2 separate regions of the Triticum aestivum genome follow, and region 2 is linked to region 1. Evidence: chromatin contacts called from public Hi-C data. All regions are on one chromosome and are shown on one strand. The core of a region is the stretch at or near the end of the contact, and the rest is flanking DNA. Distances in the headings are between cores, read along the strand shown.

What was found. A called contact is a pair of places that touch in the nucleus more often than the background predicts.
Region 2: a contact with region 1 is called in a Hi-C map of leaf, with 7 times the contacts expected there. The contact joins the promoter of LOC123169382 here to the promoter of LOC123167865 in region 1. A contact is called at or near these places in 5 of 5 Hi-C or Micro-C datasets (leaf, root and an unstated tissue) and 1 of 1 datasets of contacts at active chromatin or transcription factors (leaf).

What each region holds. Positions count from the first base shown.
Region 1 is chr7D:414,942,906-414,949,413 of IWGSC CS RefSeq v2.1, forward strand. LOC123167865 (tubby-like F-box protein 12) reads right to left here and starts at 3,088. Exons shown (of 5, transcript XM_044585725.1): 1 at 2,602-3,088; 2 at 1,441-1,890; 3 at 997-1,084; 4 at 742-874; 5 at 1-660. The coding sequence starts at 1,809.
Region 2 is chr7D:415,164,445-415,170,952 of IWGSC CS RefSeq v2.1, forward strand. It overlaps LOC123169382, which reads right to left and starts at 3,131. Exons shown (of 12, transcript XM_044587220.1): 1 at 2,638-3,131; 2 at 2,411-2,550. The coding sequence starts at 3,055.

The DNA.
Region 1 (6,508 bases), core at 1,838-4,337:
TTCTCGTGATCGGACGTCGAAGACGACGATGAACTTGAAGGCTGGAGCTGCTGCTGCTGGGGCGGCTGCGAAGGTTCAGACGGCGGCAATGCAGCAGCTGCCACCTGTGGCGCGGCTGCCGTCAGCTGGAAGTTCTTCACGGAGGCCACAGTCACCCTGCCTCGGAAGTTGAGGCACCAGCACTGCAGCTGCTCATGCCATCTCGGCACCTTGTTGCGGAGAACCAATGGCCTCTCCTTGGCCTCCCCATCTTCTTCCTCTCGCCGCAACCCACCACTTACATCTGAGAATCGGGAGCTTGAGAAGCGAGAGCTGCTGAAGTCTGCCATGGAGAACCTGGAGGAGGCGTTCGTGCTGCGGAAGGACTCGTCGAACGGACCGGGGAGCAGCTGCTGGGGTTGCCCAGGCACCACGCCATCCGGGTCGACTGCAGAGGCTGGGATGGAGTGCATCGTGCACTGCATACGCCTCGGCCCCCTGGTGCCCAGCACGTTGAGCTCGTAATTCACCTGGGCGATGGGGTAGCTACCGGTGGGCACCTTTGGTGACACCCTCCTGGAAGAGATGCGGCGGCTGCCGCGCTGGCATGGGACGAGGCTCCCGGCATTGTATGGCGGCTGAGTGTCGTAGACGATGAACTTCGTGCCGAGGAAATTAGACCTGTTGGTGTACATACAATGTCAGATCTAAATCACTGAAGGTTAGATAGTAAGAAAAACGTTGTGAAGGAAGGTACTTCACCTCATTTTTCCAACATAGCCGTTGCTTGACCGCGAGATGTTTTTAGAATCCACAGAAATTACGTATTCGGTATATGTTGTTCGTCGATTCCTCTTGGCTGCTAGCAGGAACTTTCCGTTCTCACTAAGCACAGCTACATGTCACATAACATATAATCAGCACAGCATCCAGCAACATTGACTACCACGTTGCTAAGCAATGCACACAGCAATTGTTCTGTATGAGATTAATGAGAGAAGCAGCACATATGCTTACCAGGGCTAAGGCAGAGGTAGAGATAATAGGTTAGTGTTGATTTGTCCCTTCTAATGAAGCACTGGATTAATCCATCTCGAGGTCCTGGCTGTAGATAAAACATCAAATCAGAGTCAGACAGGTGCAACCTTTCATATGCACTATGTAGGCATCGACGTAGGTAGGCATGTCTTTCTCACTTAAGAAGCCTCTATCTGCTACTTTTCAGTAGGCAAACTTTTGTAAGCAGGCATATCTTACTTTTCAATTGCCTACGAGAAAATTGCTACAAATTACTACTAGGTAAGCATACCAACTACTATTATGTCGATTTCTTAAGATTCACGCGACCACCATTTCCCAGTTTCAATTTTTTATTTAGGCTGTAACATGAGAAAAAAATACAAGCTACCCATCATGAACGACAGCTGCAAATATTCATGATAAATTCAGTTGGATGTTTACCTGTTTAAGCGACACCGGAAAAGTGAGTTTCCCACAGAACTCCGGGCTCTGAACTATATCTTTACAGATCTCTCTCCACGCGCTGCAGACCGCCGCACAAGCTACGACATCTTTGCGCGAGGGCCAAGTGCTCTCGCCTTCCTCCAGCCTTTTCATCACATCACGAAGTAATTCAGGAGGAAGGCCAACCCAGCCATTCTGATCAGCCACCACAGCTCCGCCGTGCGGCTCACCCGGTGGCCCGAAAGATTTCCCCCGGTGATGATGGCCGGAAAGACCAGGGAGGCCTGAAATCCTCACGTCAAAGCCCCGCCTTGATAAGCTTCCGAAGCTCTCTCTAACATCGCGGACTATGCTGCGGAAAGACATATCTGCCGGAGACTCTGCGATGACAACCAGAACTTCCCCGATTTCCTAGTGGTCAAGGTCTTCTGAATGAGCTTTCCGGCACTGCATATACACAAGGAAAGCAAAATAGGAGGAAGATTAGCGTCTAGTGGTGCTGTAAAATAATCATCCACTAGGAAAAGCAATCAGCGCGTATAGACTAACGAATCGCGGACTAGAGATTACTAATACAGCTTCGTTACTAATACCATTCTTGTTTGAATAGTCTCGAGTCAGTGGGCTAGCGGTTCTAGTCGCGCACTGAATGCACGATAGATGATGGGAAATTGGCTACACAGACAGCCAACTCTCTGACGGCGATGGGTGGATGGAAAAAACAAAGCCCACTGATGGCGAAAGGCTAACAGAAGGCGCCATTTTACTGGTATAAACCTAATCGTGCCACACGTCAGGCATGGCACCACAATTTTGACCCACTCTTCTCAGAGGAACAAAGTTTGACCTTTTTATCCTTTATGACCTGCAGTGCAGTTGCATAGTAACATCTCTTTGCTACTGTGGCAGGTACAAGATCTACAGAAACTTCAGAGAAAACCCGTACTTCTATGTTGTGAAATGGAAGAGAAAAAGAATTTACAATTCATCTAAGCCTAAACAAAAGAAAATAAACATGGAATCGAGCAATCAGAGCGCTGGAAACATATGCTAGATATATGAAGTTCGCTGCAAAAAGTGGAGGAATTGGACGCCAGAAATGGAGGCGTTGGTGGATGCAGAGGAGGAAGAGTGAAGGAGGAGGAGCGGCCATCTCACCGGCCCCAAATCGAGCTCCTCGACCTGACGACCCAAAACTTGAAAGAGATTCTTCCTCTTCCGCGGGGAGGAGATCCCAACCTTTTGCGGCCGAGGCCAGCAGCGAGCGATCTCTCCTCCGCTTTCCCCAAAGCCCCCGGAAGCCAAAGAAGACGGACAGGGGAGCAAAAGCGACGAGCTTTCCACCTGTGATTGAACCCGCGACCTTTCTCCTCCAGCGAGAAAAAGGCTTTCCGGCGCGAGCTTTGCTCCAAAAGATGCGCAGGAAAAGGTGGAACGGCACGGGGACGGAGGAGGAGCCCGGTCCGGTGTATCGGCCGATCTTCTGCAGCCGCTGCGGCGGAGGCGAGAGGGGATTCGGGAGGCGAGGCTAGGGGATTTATGGGAGGGGGATTGAGATGGGGAAATGGGACTTGGTTTGGAGGTCGGTAGGGGAGGGGGGAGAAGGAAGACCGGAGGGAGGAGGGGAGCGAATCGTGAGAGGATTCCTTTTTTTTTAAATTGGATGGAAAAAAGGTTTTGTTTCACATGACCACCTCACCAACCGGCCCAGCACATTGGCTGGCCGCCCGGCCGGCCGTCGTGTACTCTTGTAGTTCTCCGATTATACAAATGTGCACATCTGCTGACTGCTAAATGAGTTATACGGATCGACTTTTACCGTACTACGTACACAAGTTTGCTGGATTCGCCGGAAAAGCCTGATGTTGTGTTTAGTTGTAGATGACCGAAATCACAAAGGAAATTGATGAAAGTCCGGTATTGTGCCTGATTAGTCTACACTCCGGACAGACCCAGAAGCCAATTCAGCGGTATCTCATCCTCTTCTGCTTACTTTCACACTCCCTGCATGACGGGACTTGGGGTGGAGTAAGACGTTTTCAAAATAAGACTAGTGTTTTTAAATAACAAGGGTTTTGTTTTGAAATAAAAAGGTTTTGTTTCACATGAATAGAGTATTGTTTTTTTTTTTGCGAGGAAGAGTATTGTTTTCTTTAGGGTGAACAAGAGTAGAGTATTGATTGGTGCCCATCTGCATCGGTGAACGGTAAGTACATATGTAATAGTAGCAACTAGATAAGCCATGTATGACTTTCTGGATCTACATCTCTCCTCCGTCCAAGTAATATCAATTTTAAATATGAATTATAGTTGTTGGTAGGTGGTCCACAAACCTGTTTATAAATTTTGTTACTTATAATGTTCTCTTGTAGTGCAGTGGTATGCATAAATCCAAAGTTTCTTCCACGATACAATAATAATTGATTTGGGCATCGGTTTACCAATTCCAGATTGACTTTAGATGCCGTGAGATGGATTGTCCACACATGATCTTTGGCTCTTTGCAGCGTCTATGACATTTTTGTCAATGCTATGCTGCTAATATTCATAACGACGATGCATATGGAACAGAAGCATCTAGTGCTGGCCGTGGATGACCCTCACCCGTGTGCCACGCAAACAAACTGCTACTGCTAGTCTGGCAACGTGCCTAGCTGAATATCTGTTTTTAAGCCACGTACGTAGCATTGCCGACACATGTGACTTTTTTTTTTGGCTTCGTGAGTCAAGAGAAAAGAAAATAACAATGTCGACACCACATTATTCTTCGTTGGCTAGATCAAAATACTCATCATGCCTCAACGTCATCCAAGAAAACTGACTATAGTGACTTTCTTCTCGCACCGGGTCTTCTGCAGGCCTCCTTCAGCACGAGGGGGTTTGTTGCACGCGGGATCGGCAAGACATATATTGTGGACCGTCGATTTGTGGCAGGGCAAATTAATTGTGTATATTGTCTGTTTTCTCTCGTATAGCGCCTTCTATACGTGTGTAATGCACTCGTAAATGGGAAGCGATATAGTATCTTTTTGTTACGTCTTCAACGTATCTATAATTTTTGATTGTTTCATGCTATTATATTATCTGTTTTAGATGTTTTATATGCATTAATATGCTATTTTATATTATTTTTTGGACTAACTTATTAACATAGAGCCTAGTGCCAGTTTCTGTTTTTTTTCTTATTTTTGAGCTTCGCAGAAAATGAATACCAAACGGAATAAAATCTTCGCGATGATTTTTCTTGAACCAGAAGACACCCCGGAGACTTGGAGATCAAGTCAGAAGAGCCGCGAGGCAGCGGCAAGGGGGAGGGCGCGCCCCCTGCCTTGTCGCCTCCTCGGGACTCCTCTGACCTAACCCCTGGCCCTATATATTCACATATATTCCCAAACCACCAAAGGCATCCACGAAAACACATTTCCACCGTCGCAACCTTCTGTTCTCGTGAGATCCCATCTTGGGGCCTTTTCCGGCATCCTGCCGGAGGAGGATTCGACCACAGAGGGCTTCTACATCAACTCTATTGCCCTTCCGATGAAGCGCGAGTAGTTTACCACAGACCTACGAGTCCATAGCTAGTAGCTAGATGGCTTCTTCTCTCTCTTTGATTCTCAATACCATGTTCTCCTCGATGTTCTTGGAGATCTATCCGATGTAATCTTCTTTTGCTGTGTGTTTGTCGAGATCCGATGAATTATGGATTTATGACCAGCTTATCTATGAAATATTATTTGAATCTTCTCTGAATTCTTTTATGCATGATTTGATATCTATGTAACTCTCTTCGAACTATCGGTTTAGTTTGGCCAACTAGATTGGTTTTCTTGCAATGGGAGAAGTGCTTAGCTTTGGGTTCAATCTTGCGGTGTCCTCACCCAGTGACAGTAGGGGTAGCAAGGCCGGTCGATGTGTAGAGTAATAGTAGTAGATGCAGGCAGGAGGCGGTCTACTTGACACGGACGTGATGTCTATATTTCATAATCATTGCCTTAGATATCGTCATAACTTTGCGCATTTCTATCAATTGCTCGTCAGTAATTTGTTCACCCACCGTATTATTTGCTATCTTGAGAGAAGTCTCTAGTGAAACCTATGGCCCCCGGGTCTATTTTCCATCATATAAGTTTCTGGTCTACTATTTTGCAAACTTTTACTTTTCGATCTATAAACCAAAAACCCCTAAAATATTTACTTTATCTTTTGTTTAGTTTTATCTATCTCTATCAGATCTCACTTTTGCAAATGATCGTGAAGGGATTGACAACCCCTTTATCGCGTTGGGTGCAAGTGTTTGATTTTTTGTGCAGGTATTGGTGATTTGTGCGTTGTCTCCTACTGGATTGATACCTTGGTTCTCTAACTGAGGGAAATACTTATCTCTACTTTGCTGCATCACACTTTCCTCTTTAAGGGAAAAACAACGCAAGCTCAAGAAGTAGCACATCATAACAATGGATGAAGAGGGACTAATGTAGAGAAATATCAGCGTTGTGCAAAAACAATTTATTGTGCTTTTCTTCTTGCTTGTTGTCTATTCTTGTACTACCCTATTCTCCTCCAAAAACACTTGTCTTGGACGAGAAATTGTGTAGAAGAAAAGGCAGAGAACCTTTGCTTTTCTCAGCGATTGAAATACATCAACGGCATTAACAACAAGAGCAGAGGTATATCTGGAGCTTTTGCTCAAAAAGTTGGTTCTTGTTGTATATTTCATCTACATTGATGTTTCTTGTTGCTAGACCTCTTGAATCTGTTTATTATGTGATTATTCAGATTGTTTTGTTGCTAGACCTCTTGAATCTGTTTGCTACGTGCTAAATCACACTATTGATGGTTATGCTGCTAGCTGTTTGTTCTTCTACCCACTTGTTCTTTTCGAAGAACTCTCACTTGGAATTATTCAATTTTCCTAGTATCAAATATTCTCATCTCGGATCTAACAACAAATAAAAAGGTGACACTAGCTTTACTTATCAAAAAAGTTTTGTGTTAAGTTGCACGGAGATAGAAACTTAATATTGTGAAACTGTACTAGTAAGTTAATATGATTGAAACTTAAGTA
Region 2 (6,508 bases), core at 1,881-4,380, 220 kb after region 1:
ATATTTAGAATGTTCATGAGCTGATTTCACTTGCTATGCCCTCCAAACAAAGGTGTGCCTTCTGCAAATCGCCAGATGGCCGCACCTACGAGTACTTGACCTTGCAAATGTCAAACTTGATCCCATGTGTTTTATAATATGCTAACTAGCTTAATTCCTTCTTTGTTGCCGTTCGGTCCAAGGTGGGAAAAAAGAAAGTAGTGCCATACATAAATGGTTTCCCAATGAATCCTTTGTCAAATAAACACTTCTGAAGTACATTTAGGGCATCTCCAACACCGACTTTCAAATCGCCCGCATACGTCCGGACCGCGCTGTCTGGACCGTGGAAGCCATCCAACGCGGGTCTGTACTGGTCCGGAGGGCGGTCCGAACGCACTTTCTCCCGCAAACCGGAGACAAACGTGGGGCGGCTTTGTGGGCGTCCGGACCGCTGCCACGCCCGCGTCTGACCACCATGGCCCACCCAAACCCCCTCCCTCGCCCGCGCACGCTTCCTGCCCGAAACGGTCAGCGCCGCTCCAGAGCGTCAGTGCCGCATTCATGCCCGCCCAGAGCGGACGCGACCTCTCATTGGCGCTGGCATTGAAGCGGCGTGCCGGCTGAGAGAGTGCTGCCCTCGCCGCTTCCCGGTGCAAGCAACTGCTCCGCGTTCAAACGACAAGATGGCCGTTCGCCCGTTCGTCTGCCGCCCACATTAATGACACGCGGTTGCCGAGGCGACTCCTCCGACGCCAACCGTCAATCCCTCTGCCGCCCACCATTGCCGCCTCGCCCGCTATATAAACTGCAGCCCCTGCCATAGCCGCATTCATCCTCCTCTGGTCCCTTTCTCCTTTCCGCACCACGCCCACCATGTCCTCCTCGCGCTCCAAAGCCCTCTGGGACAGCCTCTCGTCTGACCAGAAGAAGGAGATGGCCGCCAACCAGCCGGAGACCGACGACGTCCCAATGGAGGACGAGGCCGAGGTCGAGCCGGCGCCACCATCCTCGCCCGTGCCACCCTCGCCGGTGCATTGCACCAAGACCATCGGCGAGGCCCATGCCCATTACATGGACATGGTGCGGGAGGAGCGATTCCGGGAGGCACAAGCCGACGCCGCCTACAACCACCAGCTCCTCCAGGAGCACCGGCAGGCGGAGGAGCAGATCGCACCGGCAGGACGATCGTGCCGGACGCCAACGTGGCGGAGCAGAAAGCGTTGCTCGACTCGTACGCTCCGCCTGCGAGATCCGCCTCAACCGCTTGCGGTACCGCCAGCGTCAGGCGGAACTGGAGGCCATCTACAAGGAGTTCGACGAGGCGCGGTGTGGGGCAAATCCGACGATGAGGAGCCACCCTCAGCACCCGTGCCCTGCCGCCACGACCATGAAGCCGGCACGTTTGTGGGCGCCGTTGGCAGCGAGGAAGAGTAATGCATGGTAGGTCGCCGCCACTTGGGTCCCAAGAAGGCCACCGCCCCTCCCCTCCCGTTGAAGCCAAGCTTGGTGGGCTGAGCATCATCGGCCGGTTAGTCGTTTGGCAGCGACGTGGAGACGGACAGCTTCACTTCCCGGGGCTCCGGAGGTGGAAGTTACGGAGGCGGAGCTGGAGAGCGCCGAGGCAGAATTGGAGAAGGTGAAGCTTCAGTTCACGGGGCTCATGGTCGGACATGGGGAACGGGTGCCGGCGATCATTTAGTAGGTTTAGAATAGAAGTATCTCTGAAATTATACCTCCAGAGTGGGACGAGCTCCGCTATTAGTTGAAGTATGTCCGAAATGTAATGAATTTCGTCATGTTTATATGAAATCTGCCTTGTTTGCATGAATCTCTTCCGGTTTATATCAAAATCCGCCGTGTTTGCACGAATTTTGTCAGTTTGGTTCAAAAAGTTGTTGAAATGTATGTGGGCAACGTTGGATGGCCGCCTCCCGCATCCGTGTCCGCAGACTGGTTCCTCCCTGTCCGCGGACGGATGCAGGAGGAAATTTGCGGGTCGCTGTTGGAGATGCCCTTATTGCTATCTGTTAAATTTACTATTTGCAATTTCTTGGTAGATATTATTCGTATCTTGATGGAAATGCTACGAAAATGGCATGGCAAGATGATTTTTCTGGGAATCATTTTGTATTGCACTTATTCATATCCAAAGTCACAAATTAAGATGATTGGAGTTGTAAATTAAGTCTAGATAGAATTAAACTGAAAAGCTGGAAAAAGAAGAAAGTAAGCACTGAGATAGATAGCAGCCAGATATTTCGTGTTGTGCGAGGTGTCTATCTATCATTAAAAGGTTGAACAAAGGGTTTTTAAAACTACAACTTCATGGGTCAGAAATCAAAATGATACTTGCACAAGCATCATGCTACAGATGACATAGGCACACGACCATTGCTCTGGCACATGAGTTCCTAACACGAAACCTCACCTCCTCTGCAGAAGATACACCCGCACGGGACACATAGTCGACTATCCTGATAGCATCAGAAACGCGCAGAGCCGCCGCCAATCGCTGGACTAGCAACGCGTAGGTCCGCGCGTCCGGCCTTGCCCAGCTCCAGCGCCCTACTGCAAACTCAGAGTTGGACACCGGACTCAGCAGCACTCAAGCAACTCGTGAATGGATGATATAGCAGAAGAGCAAGGCGAGCTCACCTCGCGCCAGGCCGGAGCGCATCGCGTCGAAGACGGAGAGCGCGAGATCGACGTTGCCCCGGTCAAGCGCTGCCGCTACTATCGCGTTGCAGTCGGACGAGTCGAGAGACGCTTTCGAGCCGGAGCCGGCCCCGCCTCCCAGCGACTCCGCAACAATGTCCAGCGCTCGGTCCGCGTCCTCTGCCCCGGAGACTCTCCTGAGGAGGTCTGCGTCGAGCGAACTGTCGCCCGGCGCTTCTGACGAGCCGGCGCCATCGCCGGCTGCCGCGGAGCTGGCCCTCTGCAGGGAGGGCCAGCGGGAGGACGGTGGGAAGAGGAAAGAGAAGCCGGTGTTGGTGGCGCACGCGAGCGGCGGGGGATTGAGGGGGCGCGGCGGATGGTGGACTGCGGGCGCGGGTGGGAGGAAGGCGAGCGCCATGGCCGCGTGGTCTCAGAGGGAAAACATCGAGCACATGTCGCGCCCGTTTTGTTGTGGATGAGGCGCGGGTGGTGGAACTGGAACGGAACGGCTGCACACGGACACGGCGATCCCTATTTCGCGCGTAGCGCGAGTAAGAGACTGGCCCGGCCCAGCGCTTGGCAGGCCAGAGCGTCGTTTTTCTTTACTTTATTTTTTTGCTTTCTTTTTAGAATTTTATTTATATTTGCAAATATTCTTAATACATAGACTACAAAAAATTACATAAAATATTATGAAAATGCTAATCATGCATTTGAAAAATGTTAAATGTGTATAGAATTTTTTTTACCGATGCATACAAAAAATGTACAATGTGTATGGAAAAAATAGGCATAAAAATATAACTTTTCAAAACCTGTTAAATATCTATTTGGAAAATGTTAAATATGTGCAAAACAATTCTAATCTATAATACGAATGTACAATGTGAATAAAAATAGACATAAAATGTATAAGTATTCAAAAATGTTAATAAAGTATTTGGAAAATGTTAAACATGTATACAAAAAATCTGATGTATAAAAAAACGTACAATGTGTTTGAAAAAATAGAGATAAAGAATAGGTTTAAAAAAATGTTAATCACGTATATGGGAAAATATTAAACGTGTATACATAAAATGTTCCTAATGTATATGAAAAATGTATAATGCTTATGAAAAAAGTACTCCCTCTGTTCACAAATATAAAATTATTTGGACAATTTAATATGGACTACATATGGTCTGAAATGAGTAAACAAACACACTAAAATATGTCTATCTACATCTCGTTCACAAAAGAGTTAGGACATCTTATATTTGTGAACAGAGGGACTAGCAAAAAATAAATTTTAAAAAATATATTAATTATGTATTCTGTGACGCCCGGATAATTAAGCTACAGTGAACCTCTGCTAATGATGCCACGTCACCTCTGTTACTGTTGCTAATTTCGCGTTAGTTCGAAACCGATTCAAATTCAAATTCAAAATCAAGCAAACAATAAAAGTTTTCAAATGTTAAAAATAAAATGTTCATCATATGGCAAATAATCCCTAACTAGTTTTGGTCGTGGAACCAACCTTTTACAAAGTGTTTAAATGCCCTAAACTAATTAAAAACAGTGCTAAAATAATAATTTAATTGCTTTTGAAAATATAGAAATATTAAACTAATTTATTCTGGAGTAAAACTTTTTGTGGCAGTGCCATTCAATGCAATTTGAATTATGAGGCAAGTTACACTTTTTACAAAAATCAATTGATGGCTCTACTTAATTTAAAACAGTGTAAAAAAATAAAATATAAAGAAGGTAGAACCTAATGTACACTTGGGCTTTAATTCTATAGTATAAGGCCCGGCCCACCCTGCACCTCCTCCTATCCCTGTTCACAGAGGACGTGCTGGACGAGCAGCGCTCGTCCATGGCTCAGATGGCCGCGTGTCGAGCATCCGCCGGCTCCCTCGTCCGATAAGGTCGCCCCCCCCCCCCGCGGACCGAACCCTAGCTCACTTTTCCTCCCCACTCTCGCCCCCTCCTCGCTTGAAGCCGTCGCCCGAGCTCTGTCATCACCGTCTCCGTGTCGATCCCGCGGCCACCGGCCATCCCTCGTCGCCGCACCATGTCGAGGAGCACCGACGTCCTCTTCTTCATCGACTGCAAGCGCCGATTCCAGCTGGAGCCCCTCTGAGCCGTCGCAATCGTCGTCTCCGTCGACTACATCCACCACTGTCGTCGCTCGATCTACCGCCGTCGACGCCTCCCCGACCCTCTCCGGCCTCTCCCTGGCTCGGTGGTGAGCTCCTCGCTCCGTCCCCCTTCCTCCCCGTCGAATCCACCACCGTAGGCCGCTGTTCGACCGCCATGGCCGGAGCTCGCGGCCGCCGTACGCGCCCAGCCGCCCGTGGCTGTGCCTTGGGCCCCGCACGCACGCGCGCCCGTGCTCCACACGCGCGCCCTCTGTTCGCGCCGTGATCCCCCGGTCGCGCCCACTGTCGTGGCCCTCTGTCGCTGAGGCCCGTTGCTGCCGCTGCTCATCACTGCGACCGCGCCTGCGTCCCGCGCGCCTTGGCCTCGCGCCACGCTGGCGCCCGCCTCTACGAGCCACCGCACCGCCCGTCCCTGCTGCCTGTCGCCTAACGCCTCCCCGCGTGCGTATTGCTGCTGCTCTTGGCATGTACTGTTTTCCTGTTGATGCGTCGCTTCTCTCCTGCGATGTTGGCTCTACTGCACTGCTTGCTAGCTGTTGATGCTAATTGCTGCTGCTTGCCTACTGATGCTGCTTACTAGCTGTTGCTAATCGCTAGCTGCTGCTCGCGCATAGCTCCTACGGCTGCAGCTGTTGCCTCTGGCCAGGAGGCCGGCCCGATTAGATTAGTCTAGGATTAGTTAGGTTGCATGAATTGTTTACTTAGTATTATGTGTGAATGACATATGGGTCCACCTAATTAGATTAGATAAATCCTTTTTGAAATTAATAAAGCAGTGACATGTGGGCCACCACCTCTGCTTTTGACCGGTCAAATTGACTTGGTCAACTCGGATTAAAATTTATTAAATAATTTCAGGAAATGAATAAAACTTAGAAAATTAATATAAAATAAACCATAACTCGGATTGAAAATACTTTTTACATGAAAGTTGCTCAGAATGACGAGACAAATCCGGATACGCAGCCCGTTCGTTCACCACACGTCCCTAGCTTAGTGAACCTGCAACATTTCACCTCCGGTCCATCTGTCCGAAAACGCGAAACATCAGGAATACTTTCCTGGATGTTTCCCCCCTTCGCCGGTATCACCTAGTACCGCGTTTGGGCACACCTAGCCTCACGCTTTGTCATGTCATGCATCGTTATGCATCTGTTTGCATTGTATTCATTGTTTCTTCCCCCTCTTCTCTTCGGTAGACTATGAGACCGACGCCGCTGCTGGTGCCTCGACAGACTACGCTGTTGATGACCCCTACTTGCCAAAGCAACCAGGCAAGCCCCCCCCCTTGATCACCAGATATCGCCTATTCTTCTCTATACTGCTTGCATTACAGTAGTGTAGCATGTTACTGCTTTCCGTAAATCCTATCCTGATGCATAGCCTGTCCTTGCTACTACTGTTGTTACCTTTACCTGCAATCCTACATGCTTAGTATAGGATGCTAGTTTTCCATCTGTGGCCCTACATTCTTGTCCGTCTGCTGTGCTATACTATCGGGCCGTGATCACTTGGGAGGTGATCACGGGTATATACTTATATACTTTATACATGATACATGTGGTGATTAAAGTCGGGTCGGCTCGAGGAGTACCCGCGAGTGATTCACGGATTGGGGGCTGAAAGGACCTTTGTCCCGACGGCCCTCTGGGTGGATCTTTGTGGCGGAGCGACAGGGCAGGTTGAGACCGCCTAGGTGAGAGGTGGGCCTCGCCCTGGTC